2 separate regions of the Hordeum vulgare genome follow, and region 2 is linked to region 1. Evidence: chromatin contacts called from public Hi-C data. All regions are on one chromosome and are shown on one strand. The core of a region is the stretch at or near the end of the contact, and the rest is flanking DNA. Distances in the headings are between cores, read along the strand shown.

Region 1 (5,846 bases), core at 2,452-4,951:
CAAAATAAGCACGGCGAGTTGGCCGAGACAAATCGCCGGCGATGAAGCGTCGGAACGCTCCGTCCGGCGCCGGATTCCCCGGAGGAGAGAGCCCGGGGTGGGGTGTGGATAGGGAGCGGCCTAATGGGGGTTGGAGAGGGAAGCCGCCGGCGCCCGTGGTGAAGTGGTCGCACGCCGAGGCCATGAAGAAGAAGCCCAAAGTTGGTGGCGGGGCAGCCATGGTCGGAGATGGCGGAGGGTGGCGGATGGAGACGGAGGCGGAAATGGTGGGGCTTGATGGACGAAGCTGCGGCGGGAGAGGGTTTCTTGGAACGAGCTGGCCGGAGGCGGCGGGGAAGAGCGCGGATGCGGCCACCGGCGGAGGAGAGAAGGAGGTGTGTTTGCCGGAGACGGAGAAGGCGAGTCCTTTGGAGGCCGTGGAAGGGGGCGGTGGAGGAGACGTGAGGGGCGATGAGGCCAAGGAGGAAATGTACGATTGGAGGTGGACGGAGGCTGCGAGCCCGGAGATAATGGCGCTGATACTGCGGGGCAGGTTAGCCGCCGACGAGATTGCGCGCGGGCCCGCGGCGGTCTGCAAGGCGTGGAGGGAGGCCGCTGCGTCGCCGGACATGTGGGGGGACGTGGACATCGAGTCCTGGTGCCGCCGCGTCAAGTGCCGAGTCAGGGCCGACGCAGCTGTGCGCCGCCTTGTCGCCCGCTCCCAAGGCAAGATCTTACGGCTCTCCGCTTATTGCGTCGGCGACGCTGCGCTTGCCTACGTCGCCTCCTCGTAAGTCGCGCTACCCCCTTTGCCTGGCCCAAAAGGTTTGGTTCTTGGTTTCATAATGCTAGTAGGAGAAGGAAACTGCCGTGACATGTCGATGTCTTGAGAATTGTGGTGAAAAAAGCCCAATGCTTGAACTGTTGAAATTCCCTATCCGATTATCTAGTTTTGCGCCACATTTAGAACTGTGGTGCGATGACTCCTGGTAAAATTTTATTTCCAATTTTACATCAATAGTTCGGGAGACTCATAGTTTGGACCTGTGAGAACTAGTATATATTTGGGGTAATAATTACTTGATTGCTTTCAGGCTGTAGAGTTTTGCTCACGAGCTATTGTGCATTAGAGCTGCTGCTAGGTGTTTTTCAGTTTAGTGATCAGGCACCAGTGATGACATTGTAAAATCCATGTTTATACGATAACCGTTTGTAGTTTAGGCCTACACGATCTTACGGCTCTCGGCCTATCACGTCAGCGACGCTGCGTCGCCACCTTGTAAGTTGCGCTGCCCTCTTTGCCTGGCCCAAAAGTAGGAGAAGCTGCCGTGATATTTTGATGCCTTGTGAACTATGGTGGAAAAAAATTCATTGCTTGAACTACAAATTGCCTATCTGTTTATCTAGTTTAGTGCCCCACTTAGAACTGTGGTGCAATTACTCCTAATAAAATTTTCAATTTTGCATCAAAAGTTCAGGAGTTTCATAGTTTGGAACTGTCAGAAACTGAGAACTATATATTTGGGACATTAATTAATTGATTGATTTCAAGCTGTAGAATTTTGCCTACGAGCTATTGAGCATTAAAGCTGCTGCTAGAGGTTTTTCAGTTTAGTCACCAGGCACTAGTGATGACACTGTAAAATGCATGTTTATACGATAACCATTTGTAGATGGCAGCTCACTTCTGTAAAAAAATAAATGGTCTTGCTAACACAACTCCTTCATTTTTAGTCTTACAGAAAGATGCATCAGAGTTCAAGCCATACTTTTCTTTCAGCGATTACACCGTCGCACGCGAACACATACCCACGCAAGTTCATTGGGGATAAACCTTCGCTAATTTGCTACTGAAGGGCATCTGCTTGTGTGCAAATGTGAACAGCATGATCTGCTATTTTGATTTGACAAAATGATAATCTGCTATTTTGATTTTATGATGTGTGGATACTGTTAGATGACATTAGGGCCAACCTTTGTTTCTCTCAAAACAAAATGAGAACAACTAGTTTCAGAGGATGCCGCTCCTGGTTTTTCTGAGGCTTCTTGTCATGTGAAGAAAACTAGCACAAACTAGCTTTTCTATTTCTTGAGAGACATCACATATTGCTTAATTTGTAGAGAGTGGCTTTTGTGCACCCACCTACATTGCACCCACGGTTCACCCACAATCAAAAAAACTTAACAAAAAATTTGAAAACAATTTGTACTGCTTCATTTCTGAGTAGCATAAGAAATTAGGACTATAACATTGTCCGTGGTTCCTCTCTATTTTCGACGATCTGTAATGCCAATGCTTTGTTATGTGCATTGATTGGCTTAATAGCACTGCATCTTCTCTTTTCTGTCACATATGCTGCAAATTTGGCACCTAATTTACCATTGTTGCCACTATTGAAGTTTTGTTTGTAATATGTTTAATTTTCACTGGACAGGGGGAAGTTGCTTAATGTCCTGCAGATCCCGGTGAGCGAGATATCTGACCAAGCCGTGGAGAGGTATGTGGAACACCTTCCTGCTCTAAGAGTGTTGGACATCAGCTACTGCGAGAAAATCACATCGAGGGGCATGGAAGCAATAGGCCGAAGTTGCAAGTCGCTTGCTCAGCTGAAGAGGAACAGGCCTCCTCCACAGCCTCCCCAAGGCAGCAATGCCGCACCTAGAGTGGTTGAAGACGAGGCCCTGGCAATTGCGAATACCATGCCGATGCTTACACAACTTGAGCTTGCGCATGGTTGGTTTAGTGATGTTGGCCTTGATGCCATCCTCACCAAATGCCCTCTGCTGCGTACGCTGGACATACTTGGCAGCTGGAATGTCAGGCTTGACGGCAACATCGAGGACAGATGCTGTGCTCTTGAGTCGTTTAGGGAGCCATGGGAGCCTGAGTACCACGAGTACTCAAGCAGTGGTGGCGACAACGACTACGATGACACTGAAAGCGATGATTGACTAAATGCGCTATAGAATTCGGGGGTGCTAAACGGTTTGGCTTTCTGGGATTTATCGGAAACTGCAAGCTTCCTTTTGTTTACCTAAAACATCAGTTGAAATGCTTACTTCTTGTCTGACCGAGTAAGCATTGTTTTTAGCTTAGCGTCTGTCTTCTGAGGTAGTAGTAATTGTTACTCTCCTGTGCTAGGATTAGAAATTATGTTCTGGAGTTATTATTTGGGAGCTTGGCATGTGCAATCTTGATTGTTCAGATTGTTCATGAGTCCTCTCTTGATGGTTGTCTGTGCAGCTCTGATGTTGTAGGATACCAAAGCACAAATTCCTACCTTTGAAGACAATGGTTAGCAAAAGGAATTCCAAATTTAACAAATTTATAATGGAATTGGCAGGGACCGCGCGAACGCGTATCCCCCCTATCACAAATTATGACGTACACTCTCCCATTTTGGGAGATGGTAAGCTAGCGCATCCACCAAGTGCAATGTGGACCACTAGCCTAGGCCATGGCTCTTCTTGATCAGCCATTGACCCCGTCCAGGTAAGTATGTTTCAAGGTCGCACCCTGCCTTGGTTATATAGCACAGCTTCCCCTCCAACCTCCTCAGGCAAGCGATGCGGTACTAAACAAGGTAGCACCTAATAACCTGATCTGTAACGTGGGCCACCGGGCTGCCATGTCCGGGCTGAAACATGGGCCTTCAGTACTTTTTTTTTTGTGGTAAACGTGGGCCTCCAGTAGACCAGCCAGTTGGCCTCCAACTTTCCAGCCGTCCTGGAAGAACGCAGGAGGGAGGCATCCAATCAGAGAAGCGGCAGAGACAACAGTGGGCAAATCATTCAACCCTTTGTAAAGTGGGGCAAATCATCCAATCCCCCGCGCCGCCGATACGCAGACGATCTTCGATTCCGCCGGAGCAAGTGAGGGGAGGTAGACGGAGGCGGCGGCATGGTGATGTGGGTGTTCGGCTACGGCTCCCTGGTGTGGAACCCCGGGTTTGCCTACGACGCCCGCCTCGTCGGCTTCGTCAGGGACTACCGCCGCGTCTTCTACCAGGGTATGATTTGATAACTGACCAGTCCGGCGACCGCTCGCCGGAGCTTCTCAGATCTATCTCGCTGACCCTCTGGTTTTTGTCGGCGGATCGACAGGGAGCACGGACCACAGGGGCACGCCGGAGTTCCCCGGGAGGACCGTCACGCTCGAGCACCAGCCCGGGTCCACATGCGTACGCCGCCCAACTCTCTGCTCTGAGTTTATGATGAACCCTCCTGTGCTAGGATTGGTTGAGACATCCGTTTTTTTTCCTGTTCCTCACTGTCAGTGAGTTATTGATCAGATAGTGATTGCGTAGCATCGCCTGTTCAGATAGTGGTTGTCTGTGTCAGTGGTCTTGAACCGGAATGAATTGAAGCTTAAGTTTATATGGGTGTGGACTGCGTTAGGATGGTGAATCGTACCTTCCCTGAGTTATTTCAATGAAATCATGAGGACCTTAGATAGTACTCCTACGTACATGTGAAATGGGTTCGCAAGTGCGTTAGTTATCCGCAGTAACGTCTTTTCGTTATGCTAATGCTCCCCAGTATTGTTATGTTATTCTGTAGTATTTGTTTCATGCTCGTGGCAATTCTGTTAATGGAGTGTGAAAAAGATTTGCAACTGAATTTCTGTTGTGTAACTGCAGTGGGGAGTTGCTTACAAAATTTCAAGGGAGCAAGATAAGCAGACAGCCCTGGAGGTAAAAAAGAAGACTGTATATATTGACCAAGTCGGATTTAGTTCACCATTGCTGTACTTTGTAAATGATTATGCACAATTATTTCATGGTTCGAACGAGAATGCTGTTCTTTGTCTGTCATAATGGAGATAAACAGATTGGTTAATAGTATGAGTGTGCTTTGTTATACCGCTTGTTGAGATATTGATGATTCAGCCCTGAGCTAAGAAAAATATTTTTTCTTTAAGAGAAGAGTAAGAACCCTTCATTTGAACTCGGATACTTTGTCTAGATGCTACTTCTAGCAGCCCGTTTGTGCATCAAAGTAATATTGCCCTTGATCGGTGTTTTCATAAACCAACTTTGAGTTGGTTACCTGCATCTATTGTCAACTTACCTTCAGCCTTGAATTGCAGTATCTGGAAGTAAGAGAGAAGCAATATGATGAGAAGGTTTACCTTGACTTGTATACAGTAAGATATGACTACCAAGTGCTTGAATTATTTCTTATGCTCCAGATGTTTCATGTGATTTGGAAATGTTTCAGGATTCTTCCCCCAAAATACCGGAAGTCCAAAATATGATGGTGTAAGTGTTTTTATGGTATTGTTAAAATGAGCTCTTGGTAAAATTGCTTAAAGAAACTGATGGAACTGCATTCCACCAACAGATATTTAGCCACCACAAATAAGGAGGCCAACCAAAACTATCTGGGTCCTGCTCCGCTGGAAGAAATGGCCAAGTATAGCACCTCCTTAACTTCAGCATTATTTTGTTTGAACTGAAACCGTGGTAAATTTTGATGATAATCTATGTTATGTTCAGGCAAATCTACCTAGCCGAAGGCCCAACTGGACCTAATAAGGAGTATCTGTTCAAACTTGAGGATGCGTTAAACAAAATAGGTAAGGTTGTCACTTATGTTTTCTTTGTTCTTATAGAAAAACTGCAAGTTTGTGCATCAGTTATGTGGTCATGGCAGGTGTTGTGGATCAACATGTTCAGGATTTGGCAACTGCTGTGCGCAAGTATGCAGAGACCATTTGATAATCTCATCATAGGACCACATGAAGGTGGAATGGATTGTTGCGGAAACATCTTTATTCTTGTATAAGGTCTGAATAGCTTGTGAGTTGTGAATATATTCATGACCCTCTATAGATGGCAATATAAAAATTACACAAGTAAGATGGT
Region 2 (5,846 bases), core at 1,853-4,352, 200 kb before region 1:
GTGTATGCACAAATAAATCTTGAAAATCATTGCGTGATTTCAAGAAGAACAACACTATGTGCAACGAAGGGTTAATTTCTAGAAAAAACTATACTTAAGTTCCAATGAAAGATGTGTTAATAAACAAAGTAATCTATCTTAACAAACATGTACGCCACGTAATTGGAGTTTCGCTCTAGCACAACAGAGAGAACTCAAGCAGTGTGAAAATTCTGTGTATGCACAAATAAATCTTGAAAATCATTGCATGATTTCAAGAAGAACAATACTATGTGCAACAAAGAGTTAATATTCTAGAGAAAAACTATACTTACGTTCCAATGAGAGATGTGTTGATAAACAAAGTAATCTATCTTAACAAACATGTACGCCACGTAATTGGAGTTTCGCTCTAGTACAACAGAGAGAACTCAAGCAGTGTGAAAATTCTGTGTATGCACAAATATATCTTGAAAATCATTGGGTAATTTCAAGAAGAACAATACTATGTGCAACGAGAAGTTAATATTCTAGAGAATAACTATACTTACGTTCCAATGAGAGATGTTTTGATAAACAAAGTAATATTGAAGTCCCAATGAAAGATGTGTTAATAAACAAGAAGTAATATATCTTAACAAACATGTACGCCACGTAATTGGAGTTCCGCTCTAGTATAACAGAGATAACTCAAGCAGTGTGAAAATTCTGTATATGCACAAATATATCTCAAAATCATTGTGTGACTTCGAGAAGAACATAACTATGTGCAACAAAGAATAAATATTCTAGAAAAAACATACTAATAGATGAAAAAGAGTTGGGAGGTTGCTACCCACACATAAATATATGCCACTTAATTGGAGTTTCACTCCAGAACAGCAGAGGGAACTCAAGCAGTGTGGAAAATCTTTATATGCACGTATATAATCTTGGAAATCAGTACCCTAGATTTCAAGAACAGCAGAGAGAACTCAAACAGTATTCTATGATTTCAAGAATAACAACAATGTGCAACAAAAAATTCTAGCAAAAGTATGGTAGAGTTGCACACGCACAAGACAGTAGCATATTAAAGTGTAACACTTGACTTAAAGCCATGATGAAAGTGCATGATATTACTGTATGTTAAAGACAATAAGATTCGTCACCCGCAAGAAATGAGACCATTGTCCATAAATAGTGTACACCACTCCATTGGAGCCTATGCCCAGTTATAATGGGGATAGCTCAAGCAGTGTGGAAATGTTTGTATATGCACACATAAAATCTTGGAAATCATACTATGACCTCAAGAGGAACTGTGTGCAATTAAATGCATGAATCTGATGTCCATGGAAATAATTAGGCTCCATTAATTAAGTGAATGTATAGTCCCATGTTCAAAAATCAAGAATATAATAAGGCATGATTAATGCACTCCACGTATCCCAGATAGCAGAAATAACGCTCCTATCACTATATGTACTCTAAGGTGGCACAACTTATGCGTCAGTAACAGAGTAACTTGGTTATTACATTCAAATAAATTTAGTTTTCAACATTTATTATATGATTTAGAGTAGCGATTGTCTCCTAGGGTGCCCACTGCCCAATCATTACATGATTTAGAGTAGCAAATGTCTCCTAAGGAATGCAATCTGGATTCATGGCGGCAACAGAGCAAGTAGTAGATACTTACATGGAATTTGACGGCCCCAGAGCGGAACAATTCCCTTGTACAATCTGCACACCCAGCATTGTTTCAGAAGAGTGAGTTTACAGTTACAGAGAAAATAGATTGCAATATTTCAGTCACTTTTGCGTCGACTTACCCAGCATATCCTTCAGCCTTCACAAACTTAGGCAGTCCATCAGATAAACCTTTGGCAAAACCAGGCTGTGTCTGCACGCGGACCTTCACAGCCTCCATAGGGCAGAGGGTAACATCTGCAATAACCTCAGCCGAAGCAGAGCCAGCAAGATAGATCAAAGTCTTGTACTTGGCTGCATACTCAGGTCCAGCAATATCCGAGTAATACTTCTTGAAGAACTCATAGAAACCAAATTTGCAGGCGCCTTGACCACTGTAACCAATCAAAGTAGGCACCCATCCTCTGAAGAAACCCTTTGCCCCTTGCTCTTTCAATAGAACACCAAATCCAGAAGAGATGCTCTTGTACTTGGCTGGATTAATCTAATAAAACAGACAAAGTGCCATGTCATTACTAACTGGTTTCATAACAATGATAAAGCATAACGACTACAAACCACACACAAAATCAAGGGATGCCATACTTCATTGACAGTTGGTCCACAGCAACAGTTAATTGTTGAAAATGTAAAACAATTGCATGATCCAACTCTGGGTCTATGCACACGCAGCCTTGCAGTATCCCGTCCAACCGAATAGAAATATCCACAAGCAACTAAGTACTAACATATTGACAGGATCATTTAACCCAGATAACATCACGTCCAGGAATAATCATGAGACAAACAGATGCAATAGCAGGCGATGTGTACGAACCAATTGACAACAGAACCACATAAGGCATAGAATATGCGCATACTCCAGATGCATTATGCGTTGGACACAAATGCACACAATCCGAACCTAACTACCCTCCAGTACATCATACCCCGGAGACAAGAAAGGTCTAACAGAAGCTCACCTGCATGTTACACTTGACGAGGTCGAGCGGCGTGACGGTCATGTGCGTGAGCCCGCAGCTGGCGATGCCACCGGCCGTGCACGCCGCGTAGAACGCGGGCGAGTACATCTCGATCTTCCGGGACGGCTCGCTAGGCGCCCGCGTCCACACCGCCGGCCTCGTCGCCGCCGCATCGGCCGGTGCGACGAGCCCGCGGCCACCAATGCCAGCGGCGGCGGAGAAGGGGGTGGTGGTGGCGGCGGCGGAGGGGGCCGCGTACAGGAAGCTGGGGAGCAGCGCGTGGCGCGAGCTATCGGAGAGGGCCATGGCTGAGGTTGGGCTTCTACGCGGTCGCCGCGAGTGCTCTGCTTCTTCTTCCCCTGGGGGCGGGGCGGGGCTGGGTTGTCTTGTGGGTTGCGGGGGGGGAGGGAGGCGAGCGTGAGGCTCGCCGCCATTTGCTCGCGGGGAGGGAGACCGGTGGCTGCGCGATTTGTTAGGGCACCTCGCTCCGAGGAAGTGGTTTTATAACGAAGGACACGGAGCCACGGATCGGCACCGTCTCTTCGTGTTAGATGTTGGGCCGGGTCTAATGATGAGCGTGATTTTCTGCTGATCTAGCCCAGCCAGTAAGAAGGCCTACCAAAAATAAAGCCCATTCAGGCGTAACATAACAAACAAAAATCAGAGAAGAGATGTTCTTTTTCTTTTCGAGAAAGCTAACATCGAGTCGACGCGACAGATCCGCACGACCTAACGATTCCCCAATTTATTTTAGGATCGATTTTTATTTTCTTTTACTGAAAACCATAGTACGTCCGGGTTTTATTTATTTATTTATTTTCATATAAAAAATGATGCACACAAGAGGATTCCATCCTTGTACCCCTCATGAGGTAACTCAAGTAGCCAACCACCTCATATATGTTCCTTTTTCTTGACGAAATGAAACCAACTAGGCTATTTAACTTGTCTCCTCTTCTATATTGACACAAAAGTTAATGCAATGTCCAATCTTTTTCGTACTTAAGTAGACTATTTTACCAACTCGTCTAGAGTTGATGACACCATGGTAATTTTGACGACCACGGGGATACTCCCTCGGTCAGTTTTGTGTGAATATCAGGATAACTCGCATATCACAGACCTGATAACTTATATAACTGAGTCCTAATAACTTTGGCGTGGGGGTGGGGGTTAATGAAATATCCCTCGGTAACTTTGGTGTCCACAACATGGTAATTCGCACATCGGAGACCTGATAACTTATGTAGCCCGGTCTTGGTAACTTTGGCGAAGAGAGGTGATGAAATATACCGCCGATAACTTTTATGTGAATATCACGGTAACTCACACATCGCTAACATGATAACTTATGTACCTCGGTCTTGGTAAATTTGGTGACCGGGTAGAGGCAGGCACGCGTTGATAAAATACCCTGAGTTAAATTTTGTGTGAATAGCTTGATAACTCATACATCGCAGACCTGGTAATTTTATGGGAGAAAATATGTTGGAAACAAATTTTGATGCTAGCAGTTTCCATACTTGTAGTTTTATAACCTTGAAATCATGCTAAAGCTGAGAATTGAACTCAAGACTTTGATACCGAGATCTTAACACGCTAGCCTACTCACCCATGATATGTCTCCAACATATCGATAATTAATGAAGTATGCGTGCCATGTTTGCCTATGTTTATAATACTTTTATATGGTTTTTTTTGCACTTTATATGATTTATTTAGAACTAACCCGGACTGGCGTTGTTTTCAGCACAACTATCGTGGTGTTGTTTTTTGTGCAGAAATAAAAGTTTACGAAAATTGGACGAAACTTTTTGACAATTTTTTTGGAAGAAACGAGAAGTACTGGAGCAAAGAACCACGAGAGGGGGCCCGTGGTGCCCACTAGACACCAGGTCGTGCCAACCCCCCTCTGGTGGGCTGATGTCTAGTGGGCACCTCGTGGCCCATCTTGGCGTGATTCTAACGCCCAAAAATCCTATAAATATAGAAACCTCCAGAAATAACACTAGACGAGAAGTTTCGTCGTCCAGGCCTTTGTAGCCACGAAATACCAATCTGGAGATATTTCAGTACCCTGCCGGAGAGGAGAGATCATCTCTGGTGGCCATCTTCATCATCCCAGCAGAGGCCATGACGAGGAAGGAGTAGTCCACCCTCGGTGCTGAGGGTTTGTACCATTGGCTATGTGTTTAATCTCTCTCTCTCTCTCGTGTTCTTGAGATCTCATGATCTTGATATACCACGGGCCTTGTTAATATAGTTGGATCATATGGTGTTTGTCCCATGCTATTGTCGTGATGGATTGAGTCTTTCACTTTAAGATCTTGTTATATTGGATTGAACATTCAGGTTTGAGAACACATGATGTATGTCTTGCATGCGGATACCCATAGTGACATGGGGTATTCAAGTGAGTCACTTGATATATGTTGTGGCATCAACTCGCGGATTCCCATGATGGCATTCGAGTAATCTAGGCATAGGGGTTGATTGCACGTTTTCATACTATGTTCTCCGATATAAATCTTGGTGTGCTCCTTGAAATTCTTTGTGTTGTATTGGGTATTATTAATCTAATTTTGTTATGGTGTTATTTTAGTTCGAACTCTTGATAGATCGATTGAAAAGGATAACTTGTTATCTTAGTGTGAACTCCTGGAAAGATTGATCGGAAAGAATAACTTTGAGTTGGTTTCATACCCTACAAACAATTTCTTCTTATGTTCTCCGCTAGATAGGAACTTTGGAGTGATTCTTTACCGCACATTGAGGTATTGTTATATGATCTAATTATGGTAGCATGGTTGAGTGGTTGCACTAGCGAAAGTAAGGACCCTAGGCCTGATTTTCAAGCATTGCAGCAACGTTTATGCTCACTTTTGTTACTTGCTACCTTGTTGTTTTTTATATTTTCAGATTACAAAAATCAATATCTACTACCGTTACTACACTTGTATCACCATCTCTTCATTGAATTAGTGCACCTATACAAATTACTATTGTATTTGGTGTGTTGGGGACACAAGAGACTTTTTATTATTTGGTTGCAGGGTTGTTTGAGAGAGAACATCTTCATCCTACGCCTCCCACGAATTGATAAACCTTAGGTCATCCACTTGATGGAAATTTGCTACTGTCCTACAAAACTCTGCACTTGGAGGCCCATCACGAGTCTACAAGAACAAGATGTGTAGTAGACATTAACCCACT

What was found. A called contact is a pair of places that touch in the nucleus more often than the background predicts.
Region 2: a contact with region 1 is called in a Hi-C map of leaf, with 2.2 times the contacts expected there. The contact joins the promoter of LOC123426855 here to the promoter of LOC123426854 in region 1. A contact is called at or near these places in 3 of 6 Hi-C or Micro-C datasets (leaf and seedling).

Annotation. Positions count from the first base shown.
Region 1 is chr2H:501,924,148-501,929,993 of MorexV3_pseudomolecules_assembly, reverse strand. LOC123426854 (gamma-glutamylcyclotransferase 2-3) reads left to right here and starts at 3,701. Exons shown (of 8, transcript XM_045110750.1): 1 at 3,701-3,989; 2 at 4,084-4,160; 3 at 4,620-4,673; 4 at 5,069-5,125; 5 at 5,200-5,240; 6 at 5,323-5,394; 7 at 5,478-5,557; 8 at 5,635-5,840. The coding sequence starts at 3,881. The coding sequence ends at 5,699. It overlaps LOC123426853 (F-box protein FBW2-like), which reads left to right. Exons shown (of 2, transcript XM_045110749.1): 1 at 1-769; 2 at 2,415-3,193. The coding sequence starts at 42. The coding sequence ends at 2,931. LOC123433625 (a small nuclear RNA gene) reads right to left here and starts at 3,480; the gene lies at 3,321-3,480.
Region 2 is chr2H:502,123,219-502,129,064 of MorexV3_pseudomolecules_assembly, reverse strand. LOC123426855 (mitochondrial phosphate carrier protein 3, mitochondrial-like) reads right to left here and starts at 3,102. Exons shown (of 6, transcript XM_045110751.1): 1 at 2,634-3,102; 2 at 1,794-2,155; 3 at 1,661-1,704. The coding sequence starts at 2,939.